Linked DNA regions of Triticum aestivum: region 1 is linked to region 2. Evidence: chromatin contacts called from public Hi-C data. All regions are on one chromosome and are shown on one strand. The core of a region is the stretch at or near the end of the contact, and the rest is flanking DNA. Distances in the headings are between cores, read along the strand shown.

Region 1 (3,451 bases), core at 298-2,797, 160 kb before region 2:
TGCCAAGTAATAAACTGAGCATTTAACTGCACTTTGCAAACTGATGACATATTTTAGATCTCTAGTGTATTTAAGCCAACTTGGAACCCTGCAGTTGCTTACCATACACACTTGGTCACACCGGTCAATAACACGAACATTTTGTAATAAGGTTACACACAATTACTCGAATAATGTCAAAACAGAGCATTTCAGCGGCAGCTTCCTGGATTAGTTCAGGGATCTACTTAAGTTACGGCTTATTGAATAAATTAAGAAAGGGTCACTACTGGAAGCGAATATAATATTACCATAAGACAGGGAGTGCATCGATGTCACTATCCTATCCCAAAGAAAACAGCATCAATACAAAGACGTGCTTGAATAGACTAATTTCAGTCAGTGCACACAATGATTCTACAAAAATGAGACTCTGATTCTTTGATTGAACAAATAGGTGTTCTAAAATTATCTGAAATTGTTGGTAACTACTGAAACAGATGTCAAGAAAACCTCCATAATGCATAATAAACCAAAAATAAAAGCCTATAAAGCATACCGTGCAGGGTAAACAAAGCAAACCATATGCTAATGGATATCACGATCGGGAGTATCAATCAAGAAACCCTTTTCACCGCCTTTTGGACTATAACTTGATAAAAACGTTTTCCCACTTTTAATCCTATTTGGAGCTAAAGTATTCCCCTTCCTTTTGTGCTCAACAGCTTTGTGATCTCTTTAACTCAAACAAACAATTAGTGGGTGGGACAATGATATGCACTAGCCATTTCTCCCTAAGCAGATTAAAGAAGGGGGCCCCGTGTGTCCTGAATCTTCTCCAGTCAAGAACAGAGGTCAATGAACGAGGTGTTAATTAACACAATAACATTAACAAACCATATATATCATTCAGTAAGTTCTCCTCTTGCTTACGGAGTGTGACCAGAAGGATCATGAATTCCCGCTGATCTTCCAAATTGTGCAGAACCTGGGCAAGATTCTTTTTCCTGTTTCATCCAAAACTGACATGGACAAACAACAAGGGCCGTCGCACCAAGCGCTTTTCCCCCAATGCAGGACAAGTTAATCATCTCCAAAACAATAATCGGCGCATTTCCAACCAGATTATCTCTCCGCACCTAGACAGACTTGAAACAAACGCGACCGGACAAATCTACAGGCGACGTCGTCGGTACCTGGCGAGCCCCCGGAGCTTGGGCTGGAGGAAGCTCTTGGCCTTCTTGGACGTGAGCGCGTACCCGACCACCAGCTCCCTCGCGCGCGCGGGGGCCGTCGCCGCGGCCGCCGCCACCTCCTCGGCCCCTGCCGCCGCCGCCGCGTCCTCCGGCTCCGCGCCCCCTTCCGTCCCCACGCACCCGCCCGACACCATCGCTCCCGCGCCGGCGCCGAACCAATTGGCCGGCGGGATCGGAATGCAGCGGGCGCACTCGGGAACAAGCGGAGCGGAGGCGGAGACAGGTGTATGTGTGTGCGTGCGCGCGAGGGCGCCGTGTGGAGAGAGAGAGAAGGGGGGAGAGGAGGAAGAGAGAGAGAGAGAGAGGTGCGGATGGGGGGGCGTGTGCGTATTTGTAGGTGGAGGACGGGAGCAACTTCGCCTTTGGGACATGGGAACAAAGTGTCGCCGGATTACGGTTTTGCCCCTGGCCTTTTCTAGTATTTATTTTCTTGGTCTTTCTCTCTGGATATTTTCTCAGTTTTTTCTTTTGATAAAATATTTTTCTCGGTTTCTTTATGCTTAAGGTTTCTCTTTACTTAGCTAGCCAACAAACATACAAGGGAAACGCCTTAACTTTTATTTTATTTTTTTGCAGGGAAAGAATTCTTCGAAACGAAATGTATGGATAAAGCAGTGAAATAAAGATTTCAGATTGTGTATGTCTTACCATCCCTCTAGGGACTATGGCTCACGCATCCTGTCGCGCACGTAAGATAATTAGTGAACTTGCAATGCACGTTCACTTTAATAGCATGTCGAGGGGCGATACCTAGTCATCACCCACTGTGACGACTCTTCTTATTCGTTGCACAGATGTTGCTTATGTTTGCCCATTCTCAAATCCGAGCTATGTTGTGTGTTGTGGTTTGGTTTGTCGTGACTTTGCATCGTCTGCATACATGTCGTGACACCCTCATTTCTCCACTCAAAGGATGTGGTACACCCTTCGGTCTCACTCCTCGGTGCAGCAAGGTCCTAGCTCGTGATATATGGTCGTCAAAGTGATGCTGCTTCGTACCTACTCCGCTTGACCTCTAGGTGATGCCTCCGCATACACCACCGGCTGGATGGCTCGACCATGTGCTGTTGCTGGGTCTTGGGGGTTTACCAGGCATACAGTCCATAATCATATGCATCGGTGTAGAAGATTCTTCCACTCGCCCTTCTTATTTAGATTATTGGTTGTGGGCTTGTGGCCTGGTATGATTGAGGGGATATAAAGCATTAGAGCATGCCATTACAAAGAATATTTTTGTAATTAATGATTTTTCAAGATTAATTGAAATTAATGCAATTAATGATGTTTCCCAGAGCAATTGCAATTAAATGCATTAATGTTATTTCCAGTTTATTAGTGATGTGATGGGGGTACATCATTGGAGCGGCATGAGACGTTGGACAAAGGTGATTGGATGGTTGAGATCATTTGGATTCACCAAACTCGTGCTTTTATAAGTAGTAGTAGAAGTAGATAGTAGATTAGTATTTACATTACGACTTTTTCATGTGAGTGTAAAGGTCATCATCGCCTTCCTATAGTGAAGTTGGCTCGTCAAAGATGGAAATTCATGGAAACAAAGCAACCATTGGTTGGATGGTTTAGGAGGGCGATTATCTATAAGTTGCCATGGAGTAAAACCTAGGTTTGACACTTTCTGTCTCTCATTAAAGTGAATATTTTTTCTATGTGGGGTGATGCTTCCATCAATAACAAAATGTTTATGTTGACTTCATCAATCTTGAATCTCCACGACTCTAATCATCGGCAGTGGATGTGTGAATGTTTTTATGCGTTTACTCGGGTTTCTAGCGAAACTTGTCCCAAATGAAGCACGGCGCTGAATTACCTAGTGTTATGCACAGAATAAACTAATCATATTTTTTGTAGAAAAAAAAGTGAACGAATTGATTTGTGTGACGAGCATAAGCTATGATACTCCAGTTATTCAGTATGATAGCATAAATCAATATGGAACATATTAAACTTGGATTTAGCCATTTGTAATCATATAGGATTTTGTTTTCTCTTTTAGAAATTAATGACATGAATTTGAGCCTTTTGTCAGGTTGAATTATGTTTTTCACGAAACTAGAGCGGATTATTAGAACCTAGGCATGTATGATCCCTTATATGAAATTTGTCCATAAACAAATTATTTATGTTTCAAAAGATTATGGAAAAACACCATGCATGTAAAGAATGGACACAAGTATGCATGATTAGAACCTAGGCAA
Region 2 (3,628 bases), core at 476-2,975:
ATGCCTCATGTAGAAAGAAACAAAATGAATACATGTTTTTCGCGCAAAAGAACAAAACCTAAGAAAATCGGGGAAAAATCGAAAAGTCACCCCCCCCCCCCCCCGGGAAAAAATAATCTAAAAGCCGAAAACACGTACATAGAATAAACAAAATCCCAAGGGAGCGCCCAAGACGCGACGCGTGACGGCGGCTGATAACACATCAAGGGGCGCGCTCCCAGCCCACTAAAAATGATCCTTACAAGGCCTCCCCAAGAAGTACTCGTTGATCAGTTGCTCTCCTAAATTGGGCCATGCTCTTAAAAATGCTTCAAGCAAAGAGGCCTTTGTTCTTTTTGAGAAGCGCCAGAACATGGGGTGGTCCAATGCGGCCTGGTAGGACGGTAGACTTGGACCTGGGCATGGGCTTATAACCCTTGGATCCTATTTGGCGCGTATATTGCTCGATAGCGACTACGCGTACCCTCGGATCCTGGCCATGTACATGTGGGTCGGCCCAGCTAGCTCACTTCCTGTTTTAGGGAGGTTCTAGAACCTTTTGGATCAGGTTTTTCTTTTATTTTTCTTATTTTGTTTTAATCTTTTCCCCTTTTTTTCTTTTTTCTTGTTTTTTTCCTTTTTCCAAATTCATGAACATTTTTAGACATTCAGGAACCTCTTCAAATGGTGATTTTTTTAAATTCGAACATTTTTCAAATCGGGTGTGAATAGTTTTTGGAATTCAAGATTTTTTCATCGAATAAAAAACTGTTCATCATATTTCAAAAATGTTTATCGAACTCAAAAAAATGTTCTTGAACAAATATGTTCATCCAATTAAAAAAAATTCATTGAATTTAAATTTTGTTCGTGAAGTACAAAAAATGTGCATATAAATTCGAAAAATGTTCATGAAATCCAATTTTTGTGCAAGAAAATTAAAATATGTTCATAAAAAAATCAATTTATTATCCATAAAAATTCAAAGAATATTAATGTTTTTGAATTTGTGAACATTTTTCTGAATTCATGACACTTTTTTTGCATTAGTGCTATTTTTTAAAATTCTAAACTTTTTTTAAAAATCCTGAAGTTTTTTAGAGAAGCAAAAAAACAAGAACACAAAAGAAAACAGAAAACAAAAATGAAACGAGTAAAAAACAAGGGAGCGCCGACCCAAGTTCGAGCGTGGGGAGCAGGGGGTGAGCTGCACCTTTTCCCAGGCGCTGTTGTCGCCGCTCCATACTGGAGTCGCCTTGACCTTATCGATGACAGCGAAAAAGTCTTTGTGTACGTGCCCTCAGGACTAGTGCCCTGAAATCGCATTCGTCGTCGTTGAACTTTTTCATGGATCTGAAGCACCTGACATTAAATCTCGCCACATAATGACAAACCCTAACATCACCACCCAAGGAGACACTACCTCACCAAAGGAAAACAATGCTAATACATTAGTACGCCATGGATGATGCAGGATGACCATCACAGGCGGCCATAACCATGCTACGTAGTAGTACTAGAATAGAAAGTTGGAAACCAAACACGCGGCGTCTGAACGGCTCTCCCAACGTTGTTCCAGCTTTGTTTAGCCCCCAACGTTGTAATTGCCGGCCGTGTGTACACCGCCAATCCAGCGACGAACGTTCGAACCCAACGTCCGTTCACGCGTGGGAGCAGCACCCTCACCCTCACCCTCACCGGACCCTCCTCCCCCTTTGACCCGCGGAGGAGCACTACACGTCGCCTACCGGCCCTACCGTCGCCAGAGGCTTCGCCATTGCCAACTCCAGTGGGGGACAAGGTCGCCATCCATGATGGTGGTCGAGAGCGACGCTTCCAGCCAGCGATCTAATTAAACGTTAAAACGCAGGAGCAAAGCTTTCAGCCAGATCTTGCCCAGCCAATTGGCCCGATAAAAGAAGGGGATCCACGATCAATCATGCATCCCAAAGCATTTCGCTCGCATAACAGGACAAGCTGCTCTCGCAGGAGCGCGGAGCCAGTCAGCAGCAAGACCCACCCGCTCGCTCCCAACCCAAATAGTGGTTGCGCGGGCTCAACAAATAGCAGGAGGAGGTTTTCATCAGATGCTTCCGCCAGCAAATACGCACGCCCCTATTGGTTGTTGTCAACAGAGCAAGGCAGGTTTTGGCTGACTAATGAAGGGATTGGGACCGTACTTGTCAAGGTGAGTACGACGCAGCTAAATATACTAAGGTTGTTCTTCCAAGTTACAAGTGAGTGAGTTCACATGGAAAGGCGTCCCATGTCGTCATGCTCAAGCTTGCCAGTTTTTAAGCTCCCAACCAAATTGCTGAGGTGGTGGGTACAGTTTTTTACATGCAGTTCAGATTCTCTGGGAGCGTATCTAATTTACAATTCTTCACCAAGATTTTTTTAATCTACTCTACTCCCTCAGGGAATTTACAATACAGGTGCTTCAAATGAAGTTGATTGCACCCATATGGCTTAAACATGTAGTACTACTTATGCAAGATAAAAGCACCGCACTGGTGGGAGAAAGTGTTTTAATCGTCTGAATATCATCAATTCGGTGTGAATAGACAAGTGTCCTATGTAGTGGTCGGCCTTAAAAGGAGTCTTCCTGGGAAAATATCAGGTGATACTATGCCTTAGGTGATACCATGATACGAGCTTATGATCCGTTGGATCTCAGATCCAACGGCTCTTGGAGAATCTGAAAGGCTGCCGTACTTGTTCGCAATTTTTCGACTTCAAAAGGTCTTTTTTTGCAGAATGTTGGAAGCCTTCCAGGAGCCGTTGGATCTCCTAAGAGCTCGTATCATGGGAGCATTTAAGGCCCCGTATCACCTGATACTCACCCGAGTCTTCCTACCGTACCATCATGCATGCCTGCCGCCCTTTATAACTTAAAGCATCTACAGCCGGGCGCTTCAAACCCGTCTCATACGTCCGGGCGGACGGCCCAGTCAGGTCACGATTTTTGACCCAGACAGCCCCCTCAAACGGGCCTCAAACGCCCGGGCTGACCGGCACCCCTCATATACAGCCCAAAATATGGGGTGTCCGGGCATGCCCGCCACGTAGGACTGACGAAGGGGTCTCACACGGACTCGCCCGAAAACCCGGAGGTCCGATGGACGCCTCCTTCGTCGTCGCGGTGTAAACGCCGCGTGACGTCGCTTCGGCTCGCCGCCCAAGACCAAATCCGCCTATTTAACCCGGCCGACGTCCCACAAACCTAACCGATTCACCTCCCCCTCTCCGCGCCGCCAGTCCGAGCCCATCCACCTCCTCCCTCTCCCGCTCCGGCGCTTTGTCCATGCAATGCTCATGCCGGAGCGCTGGTACGAGATCCAGCACGAGATCCGGGCGAGACAAGCCACACGCGCCGCCCGCATTGCTGCCGGGCTACCTCCGAACTCACCGGAGCCGAAAGAGGAGGAGTAGCTGGGGGAAGAGGAGCTGGCTCCGACGGAGGTGGAGGAGGCGGAGTAGGAGCTATCGGGTTTCAACATGGAGCAGGTGGAGGCGGAGTTCGCCGCCGCCCAATTGGAGGAGTTGGCAGAGCAGCAGACCATCCTCGAGTCCATCCAGGATGAGGGCTATGTGGAGGCCAACCAGGCGTTCCTGCGGCAGGAGCAGGCGGTGTCCGACGCCCACCTTG

The links. Hi-C and Micro-C count contacts between places; a contact is called where the count stands out from the background.
Region 1: a contact with region 2 is called in a Hi-C map of leaf, with 3 times the contacts expected there. The contact joins the promoter of LOC123095966 here to the enhancer-like site in region 2. A contact is called at or near these places in 3 of 5 Hi-C or Micro-C datasets (all in leaf).

What each region holds. Positions count from the first base shown.
Region 1 is chr4D:32,845,905-32,849,355 of IWGSC CS RefSeq v2.1, reverse strand. LOC123095966 (inositol-tetrakisphosphate 1-kinase 3) reads right to left here and starts at 1,547. Exons shown (of 10, transcript XM_044517534.1): 1 at 1,176-1,547. The coding sequence starts at 1,369.
Region 2 is chr4D:32,684,193-32,687,820 of IWGSC CS RefSeq v2.1, reverse strand. No RefSeq gene overlaps it. Among protein-coding and RNA genes, the nearest start is that of LOC123095965, 4.9 kb to the right of the region's middle. Within about 2 kb of position 1,725, at least 3 of the 8 cell types and tissues checked have an H3K27ac peak or open chromatin away from gene starts, as enhancers often do. A contact at or near this core is called in leaf, where this site is marked.